3 separate regions of the Mus musculus genome follow, and regions 1 and 2 are each linked to region 3. The links are chromatin contacts, called in public Hi-C and HiChIP or PLAC-seq maps. All regions are on one chromosome and are shown on one strand. The core of a region is the stretch at or near the end of the contact, and the rest is flanking DNA. Distances in the headings are between cores, read along the strand shown. Region 1 has its middle 180 kb from the start of Arhgap20. Region 2 has its middle 210 kb from the start of Arhgap20. Region 3 holds the start of Arhgap20 (Rho GTPase activating protein 20).

Region 1 (2,722 bases), core at 117-2,616, 180 kb before region 3:
TCTACAGCGCATCTCAGAGTGTTTGGAATGTTTTCCTGTATTATGACTCTCTCAGAAGAGTTACATTGCCCAGCTTCATGCTATACAGATCCTTTCTTTCAAGGGTATTTTGTAGGAAACAAATACTCTAAAGTGCACTGGATAAATGTTGGGCTATCCAAATAGGTTCTGACCATTACCAATATGTACCAGGCAGCATAAAAATATTTTTTAATATGCCAAGTTATGGATAACCCTGCTTTTTCTAGAAGCTCAAGCCTAGCTATAAAGTAATTGGTGGATTAAGGTGATTCTTCTGCAGTGGGCATCTATGGGCAGCACCCCATGAGACTTAGCATCATACTGGCATGTGGCCTCTGCTAATTCCATTTGTACTGGTTTGGGCTCAGTTTCTTCATTTGTCACCAACTTGCCTTCTCAGAGTTTTGAAGTCATAGAACCAGAGACAGAAACACATATTGTGAAGGTTTTAAAAGGCTGCAGTAGATGATCTATGCACTGATTATTCAAAGAGCAGGCAACATGGAAACAGAATTAATCAAACCTGGAAATATAACCCAGAGTGGGGTTTCCATGAAATTGCATTGTGTTTTGTTTCCATTGTTTAAGAATATGACAGATGATTTGTGCCCTTGCACAAACACACACACACACACACACACACACACACACACACACACACACACACACACACACACAGACAGAGTGCTACAGTGAACAGAAAACACCCTGGAATAAATTCAAGTCCTGGAAATAAGAATCATAACAAATCACGAGTTCAGTGCTCCACTCCTCGTCTCTTCTACCCCCACAGTACTCATAAATTATTTCAACCAAGAAAAATATTTCTCCTACGTCTTAAGAGTAGAATTTACTGCCTCTGCTCTACATCAGCTCTGCCTCGATTATCAGCTCACTAAATATTTATGGTGGCTTTTTCAAGGTACGAGTTTTCTGAGTTCAGTCCCTAGGGCACAGTGCCGATGAAGTGTGGGATATTTCAGTTCCATGGCTCCTCTATGCTTCACTGATGCAGGCTCTGAGTCATCTCTGCCATCATAGATTTCATATTTTATGCATAAAGGTCCTTACCCTCTCAAAGATGATAAAGAAAAGTTTGTATCTCCAAACACAGAAGGCATGGCACTTAGCAAAGCATATAATATAGCCCTGCAGCATTAAGGTGAAACCTTAGGTAGTGGGTTTAGAGGTTGGGAGTGAGAAATTGATCTGGCTGAGAATGGATCATACCGGACATATTTCTAGCCTGAAAGTTGAAATAATTTCTGCCCTCTAACGTGTCATAAATTCAGCATTACATTGGTATGTTTAGGAACTGACCATCTTTAAAGAATGTGAGGTCTGTAAAAGCAATGCCAGGGAGTGATCCCGTTGTTAGAGATTAGTAAAACCACTCACTGTGTGGACTACATAGTTGGCTACTAGCTAGACAGCAGCATCCTCTCTGCTGCCTTCTGGAAGAGTGCTATTTGGCTTCTTTACTCAATACTCCAAGTCTCTTCAGGATCATTGGACAGAATGGAGCTAGCCTTTATTTTTATGATTTAAGGGTAAATTTTATGAGGAGAGAATATGGATGCATGCGCGCGCGCGCACATACACACACACACACACACACACACACACACACACACACACACACACACCACCTCTATCTCTAAGCCTATTCTTCTTTATAAGCTGTAACCTATCTGTTCTTTGTAATCCCACAGAAATCTAAAACCTAAAATGTTTGTGGAAACAGCTATGTTTTATTTCATGTGTTACAAAGAAAAGTTATCAGGCAAATGTTTTCATAGCCCACTTGGGATGGGGAGAATGATAGTAGCCTCCTTCACCATCATGAGGCAGTGAGTCTCTCACTAGGAAACAGACATCTCATTTTAATGTCCTCTGGGGGTGGGGCGGAGGGGGGATGCAGTTCTATTTAGGAAGCAGCTCTTCTGGGGACTGTGTAAAAGGATTCCAGAAATAAACACAATTCCTCCATTATTCATTGTGAGCATAGGTACCCATCCAGGACCTAGCCTGGTGAGCATCTGGTGAGGCAAAGATCTGCAGCAAAGTAGATGTGTTTGTTAGTTGAGGATCCAGGGTAGACAGATGCTGGATAGACCTTCTGATAGGTACTCGGCAAGATAAATGTCATTGTTGCTTGGGATGAAAGGTGAGTGTCAACCCAGAAATCAGAAATGTAAAGTGTAATGATGTCGGGTTAAACACTCCCAGCATCATGGTAAATTAGTTTTTGACCTCCCATATAAGGACTAAACTCAGGGACTCATGATAGAGGAGGGGACAAATTGAATGGCTTGCAGAGCACGGAATTACAGCAGAACAAGGAAAGGAACTGACTCAAGGGTCAGACTCAAGGTCACCAGAGTGATGCCTTGGCCACCAAACCATGGCTGTACTTCCAGAATCAAGTCTGACATTTCTTTCTAATCCTTCTATGGGTCTTAAGTGGCTTTATTCAGATGGCTGCAGAGAATGGAAGAAAGTAACAGGGAGAGATCAACAATGCTGGCATTATAAATGGGACTAAATTATATGTCATGGCAAGCAGAGGATGAAGAGCTTGACCGGGATTAGGTAATTTCATAGCAAAGTAGTCACAAAAGGGTCAAGTATTACAGACAAAGTTGACATGCTTAGACTTTGAGGATAGCAACAGCATGGGCAGGAAGGTGCCTTGTTCAAG
Region 2 (2,700 bases), core at 166-2,665, 210 kb before region 3:
AGAAGACATGCCACGGCTTTCATTGTAAAATCAGGAAACACAGGTAATATTCTTTTTCTTTGTAAGTTCCTTTTTTAATAGCACAACTCAAAACTACCTGCACACCCTCCTTGACTATGGAGTGGATACCTGGGTCTGCACAGGCAATGCTTTTCAGTGGAACATACAGAGTACAACAACACAAAAGAATATCCAAAAAAAATTCTCTTACTGGGAGCAAAACACCTCAGAAATTTGAGACACCTATTAGTTTCCTATCACCAGTACATTGAGATCTAGAACTGAGTCTGAGAGGCCAGATCTGACTTACAAGTGAGTGGTATAAAACTTACTATAGACACAGCATTCAGACTGAGCTACATAGCCTAAGCATAGCTTAAAAGTAGCAAGGTATATAAAATTCAAAGAAATCTTATTATGTTAATGATATTCAGAACATAATCTGTCTGTTCCCCTCACAAAACTTGCCCCTCATTCTCCTAAGTGCATACTCTCAGTTTCTCAGACATGTTTACTTCCATGCATAGGAAACCAGGAGCCATTTTGGTGCCTTCCTAAATCCCATGGAGTTTCACCAATTACACGTTTCTGAAATGTGCCTGTCATTATAGACTAAGTGTTTCAGGGGTCCACCCTTTCCTCTAAAACATCTATGAAGGTGTGCCCTGCTTAATAACTGTTCTTTCTCATCTGGGTTACAGCAACACCTTCTTAGTATTCTCTGTCCTACCTTCTCCTGGCTAGTCTCCCAATCAAGGCAAAGAATCTCATGAAATGTCCATTTTCTTTAGTCCCTTAAATAGAGCTCAATCACATAGAGAATCAAACTCAATTAGCCTGGCCTAGAATTCCTTGTGCTGTGCTAACATCACTCCACTCTCCCACATCCTCATCCTTTATGCTTTACCAAATGGACTTTATACACATCCAGCAATAGCAGAAAACACATTCTTCTGAAAACACACAAGGAAAATTCTCTAGGGCTGGTCACAAAACAAGTCATAACAAACTTAAGAGTCTGCAAAAAGCATAGTTTCATGAAAGTAGGTATCAGTAGGAGGAATAAGTTTAGAAAATCATAAATATGTTAAAAATTAAACACAACCCAGGACAAGATATGTCAGAGAGGAAATGAAAACTTAAGAAAAATCATGAGACAAAAAGTGTAAATAAGTTTAAAAAGAACACACCATAACATATGGACTCAGAGGGTATCACAAGCTGTTCTAAGAGGGACGTTTATGGAAATACATGTCTGCATCGGAATGGAGAGTCCTAAATATGTGTATATTAAATCTCAATATTAAATCTCAGAGAGAAATAAGAAAGAAAGAGAAAGCATAAAATTAGAAGGAGGCAGAATATACTGGGTGCCAGATAGAAAGAGATGATGCAAGAGCCAGAAGAGCTGCAGAAGCCTTGCTAGAGGAGCCAGCTCTGAGATAAATGCCTCAGTGCACCTTTAACTGTGCTAAGAAGCTCGTAGAGATCAGAAACTAAAGAAGATGAGTTACAACAAACACCACAGGGATACAAAGGAGATCACAAGAGATGTGTGTGAACATTTGTACACAAACTTGGGTAAGCTGATAGAAATGGATAAATTTCTTGTTACAGCCTGACTCCTGAGAAAACAGGAAAACAGGAAGTCAAAATATACCAGTAATGAATAAAGAGGTTAAATCAGCAATGAAAAATCTCCATCAAGGAATGGCTGCTCATAGCTGAAATCGCAGCATGCCATAGGGTATAGCAGGAGGGTCAGGAGCTCAAGTCACTCTCATGCACTACTGTGTTTGATGTCATCCAGAGCTATATGAAGCCCTTTCCAACAGGATTTTTTTTTTAAAACAAGGATCTCTAATCAAAGACAAAGATAAGCCTAGAAAATGATGATTTTACTGATGAATTCTACCAAACACTCTAAAAGAATTAGTATCAGTCCTTCTCAAGTGCTTCCAAACACTTCAGGACTCTAAGGCCACACGATGTTGGTGGTCCTGCTGCAGCCTGAAGCCATGTTAATGATCCTGGGCTTTGATGCCACCAGGGGCCATTCTGATCTGAGTGGCCTGCTCTGCCACCTAAGTCTATGGTGATGTCCAGGACTGTGCTGTCACAGAGGGCCATGTCTAGGTCCCTGGTCTAGCTGCTGCTGGGTCTATGATGAAGTCAGTGGCCCATGTTATCATTGAATGCCAGGCAGAAATCTATGATTTATTCTGTGGCTGGCTGGCTGTGTGTGGATGTTTTTATACACCCATTGGGTATATAAAAAGGCTCAATATCACTTAGTCATTAGATTGACTGCTATCAAAAAGCTGAAAGATAAGCAATATTGATAAAAACATGGAGAAAGAGGAACTTGTATATGCTGCATTTGTGGGAACATGAATTCATACATGTGTGTGAGAAGCAGTGTAAAGCCCCTTCAAAGAAATGTAAAAGTAGAATTATAACATGATTCAGTGATTCTACTTCTTGGTTTATTTTCAAAATAATTGAAATCAGCATATCAAAAAATTTACCCATGCATTTGTGTTCATTTTAGCAGCCTTCACCGTAGCTGAGATAAGGAAGCAAGCTAAATGTCCATCAACATATAAATGGAATTTGAAAACATTACATAGGTACAACACGGAATACAATTCAGCCTTTCAGAAGAAGGGACTTGCTAATGAGGGATCTTGTTTTGGTATA
Region 3 (2,803 bases), core at 14-2,513:
ATGAGATTTATTAAGCTTCCTTTTAACAATGTAGTGTGATGTGACTAAAATTAGCCTTATATTTCCACAACAAACAATCTTAGGTTTGGATGATTGTGTAGGTGTGTCTTTGTGGGTGTGTGTTGGACAGCATCCCCTAGCTTGGAACACTGCCCACCTGAGTTCTGTTCCTTATAACCTGCCCCAATAGCCGCCCAAACTGCAAGAAACCTCTTTTTCTTTTTTTCTTTTCTTTCCTTTCCTTTTCTCCCCCTTTCTTTTCTTTTCTTTTCTTTTTTCCTTGTCACAAAAATAAGCAGAATCCGTAACCATCTCGCAATCACGGAGTGATATCCTTAGTGATTTTTTTTTCACACTAGTTCTGATTCCAAGGGAAGAATGCCACCTACTGTATCATTTACACCAGCAGCCAGCCCTGCAAAGTGCGAACACTACTTAACCCTGGTCTGTTCCAACTGCCCTTTGATTATTATTTAGTCCAAAAAAGAGGGAGGGGTCACTATTTGGACTTACAGGAAGTTAGGTTCTGAGCTCGCGATATCAGATCAACGCTTCCACATATTGTTGCCTTCTCATAGATACTATGCCAAGTTTCAACCTCCTTTCTGCCTGCATTTTCCTCTTAATTGCGCTTTCTCCTTCAGAATGCAGGGTCCCTGCAGCTTGCTGCCTGCGAAGCTGGTGGTGCAGACATGCAAGGTTGCTTGTCCATGCTTGCTCCCTGTGACTGCAAAGCAACAGCTCTGGGTTACCCTGACAGGCTTAGCTAGCAAGCGTTCGATATTGCCCCCGAAGTCCGGCGATGCCACCAGGGCTTCCAAATTTGTCTAACTCCTTCTTCAGCGGAGCGGGGACCGGGTTGGGGGTGGGGGTGGGGTCCCTTCCGCAGTCCGCGAAAGCGAGGCTAGGCTGGCGGCCCCTGCACCACCTTCGAGCGAGCCGCGCTCGCTGAGGCTCCCGCGCTGCAGCTGCGCGGGAAGGGACGCTGGCGGGAGCGAGCGGACAGGCGCGCGGAGCTGCACCGGAGGCAGTGGTGCGTGGTGCACGGCGCGTGGCGCGCGGCAGCGAAAGCTTCGTACCCGCGGAGGCACCTCGCAAGGTTAGTGGCTTCGGTAGCGCCAAGCGCTGAGAGCTCGCTCCCGGCAGTGTGCACGGGCGGCGCGGGGAGGGCGGAGGAGGCGGGGCGGACGCGGAGAGGCGGGGCGGGCCGGGGCGGGGCTACGTGGACGGGCGGCCGCCCGGAGCGCTTGCTGCAGCCTGAGCAGAGTGCGGCGAGCGCGACGAGCGCGGCGCGGGCGGCGGTCCATGGCCCCGACGGGAGGCGCGCCGCCCGCACCCGCAGCTCGGCGTCCGGCCTGAGCGGACCGCGCCGCGCAGCCACCCGGTCCTCGGCTTGGGCTTAGCTTGCAGATCTTCTTCATGGAAGCGATGTCTCCGCAGCAGGATGCTCTAGGGGCGCAGCCGGGGCGCTCCTCCTCGCTGACAGGCATGTCTCGCATCGCGGGAGGCCCTGGCACCAAGAAGGTGAGGACGCCCGAGCGGGAGGGCCCCTCCATGGGCTCGCGCCTTCCACGGGTGCCTGGTGCTGAGAGGGGTTAACGGTCCCCGCGTGGGGTGGGAGGGTCACCTCCCGGGATCCCCGCTGTCTTCTCTGGTGGAAACGGTCTCGGAGAAGCCCGTTGCCTCTCCATCTCTGACCCGGGGAGTGCCTCCCTGCGAGCCTCCCGAGGTAGTCTTAACCCGACAGCCTGAGGAAGGTAGGCGGCCCCGGAGGGGAGGGATGATGCGCCCACCCAAGGCCTCCAGGGGATGTCGGAGATGGGTGCCGTGGGCTACACTGTGGGATCCGGAGGTTTGACTCGGCCTAGATCTAGGCTGGCTGGCGGTGGGCGGGCAGTTTCCGGAGGTCCCAGCGGGGCATGGGGGGCTTGGCTCAGAACCACCCCCTGAGAAGGGACGTTTGCATTTGCCTGTGGGGGCGGCGCCCTTGTTCCCTGACACCCGAAGGACTGATCCGGGTAACTACTTGTAGCTTTTGCTGGTGATTGACTGGTCCACGGTGCAGCGGGAGGATTTCGATAGAGGTCAGGAGTCTGCAATAGGTCCCGGAGCAAGTGCACGTGGGCCGCGAGCTTCTGAGCTCCTGGGAATTGATTTGGGTGCTGTAGCCATGGGTGCCCCCTTCCCTTCCTCCAGCACTAAACCTTCAGATATTTGGCCATATTTGTTCCTTACAGTGGTGTCGCCTTCTCCAGCTTCTGTGGAAACAAGTTGGGATGAGAGCTCATTCTAGTTCTTCCCTAACAAATAATGTGAAAACGTTGCATTACTATAATTAGAGACTCACAGGGATACACTGGCTCCCTGCATGTCCGGATTTTATGGCTTTTCATTAATCTTCCCACTAGAATGGTGGCTTGGCTGGAGGTGAAAGAAGAGAGGTGATAGCTGTATAGAAATGTATGTGAGCTCCCAAGGACCTTGGGCCTGTCACAGAGCCCTCTATGGGTGTCTGTGAACTTGATGGATGGGCAGTAGTGGCGGCTCAGCCTTTGATGTATGGAGGCTGATGTTTGCCCTTGTGGGTTTTTTCACCCTTCAGAGACAGTGTGTGTGAGTGTGTGTGCGCGCGCGCGCGTGCGTGTGTGTGTGTGTGCGCGCGCGCGCGCGCGCTGTATGTGGTGTGTGTGTGTGTGTGTGTGTGTGTGTGTGTGTGTGTGTGTGTTCCAGTTTTTCCAAATAAAACGTGAAATTGTCAGGATGTCATTCTTAATTTAGGATGGTAGAGGAACATTAGGCAATT

Evidence for each region. A called contact is a pair of places that touch in the nucleus more often than the background predicts. HiChIP or PLAC-seq counts read pairs in DNA pulled down with a chosen protein or histone mark.
Region 1: a Hi-C map of tail fibroblasts shows a contact between it and region 3, with 2.8 times the contacts expected there. The contact joins the enhancer-like site here to the promoter of Arhgap20 in region 3. A contact is called at or near these places in 3 of 39 promoter capture datasets (the 3T3-L1 cell line and 3T3-L1-derived adipocytes), 6 of 484 Hi-C or Micro-C datasets (adipose-derived mesenchymal stem cells, cerebellar granule neurons, tail fibroblasts and 1 more) and 1 of 115 datasets of contacts at active chromatin or transcription factors (the SCID.adh cell line).
Region 2: a contact with region 3 is called in an H3K4me3 HiChIP or PLAC-seq map of the SCID.adh cell line, with 11 read pairs. The contact joins the enhancer-like site here to the promoter of Arhgap20 in region 3. A contact is called at or near these places in 2 of 39 promoter capture datasets (the 3T3-L1 cell line and hippocampal neurons), 4 of 115 datasets of contacts at active chromatin or transcription factors (the SCID.adh cell line, embryonic forebrain, embryonic stem cells and 1 more) and 3 of 9 other capture datasets (adipose tissue, liver and pancreatic islet).

What each region holds. Positions count from the first base shown.
Region 1 is chr9:51,581,860-51,584,581 of GRCm38.p6, forward strand. No RefSeq gene overlaps it. Among named protein-coding and RNA genes, the nearest start is that of Arhgap20, 180 kb to the right of the region's middle. Within about 2 kb of position 1,367, at least 2 of the 459 cell types and tissues checked have an H3K27ac peak or open chromatin away from gene starts, as enhancers often do. A contact at or near this core is called in tail fibroblasts, where this site is marked.
Region 2 is chr9:51,556,621-51,559,320 of GRCm38.p6, forward strand. No RefSeq gene overlaps it. Among named protein-coding and RNA genes, the nearest start is that of Arhgap20, 210 kb to the right of the region's middle. Within about 2 kb of position 1,416, at least 3 of the 459 cell types and tissues checked have an H3K27ac peak or open chromatin away from gene starts, as enhancers often do. A contact at or near this core is called in the SCID.adh cell line, where this site is marked.
Region 3 is chr9:51,764,088-51,766,890 of GRCm38.p6, forward strand. Arhgap20 (Rho GTPase activating protein 20) reads left to right here and starts at 1,264. Exons shown (of 15, transcript NM_175535.4): 1 at 1,264-1,524. The coding sequence starts at 1,420. Gm40520 (a long non-coding RNA gene) reads right to left here and starts at 1,341. Exons shown (of 3, transcript XR_870739.3): 1 at 514-1,341.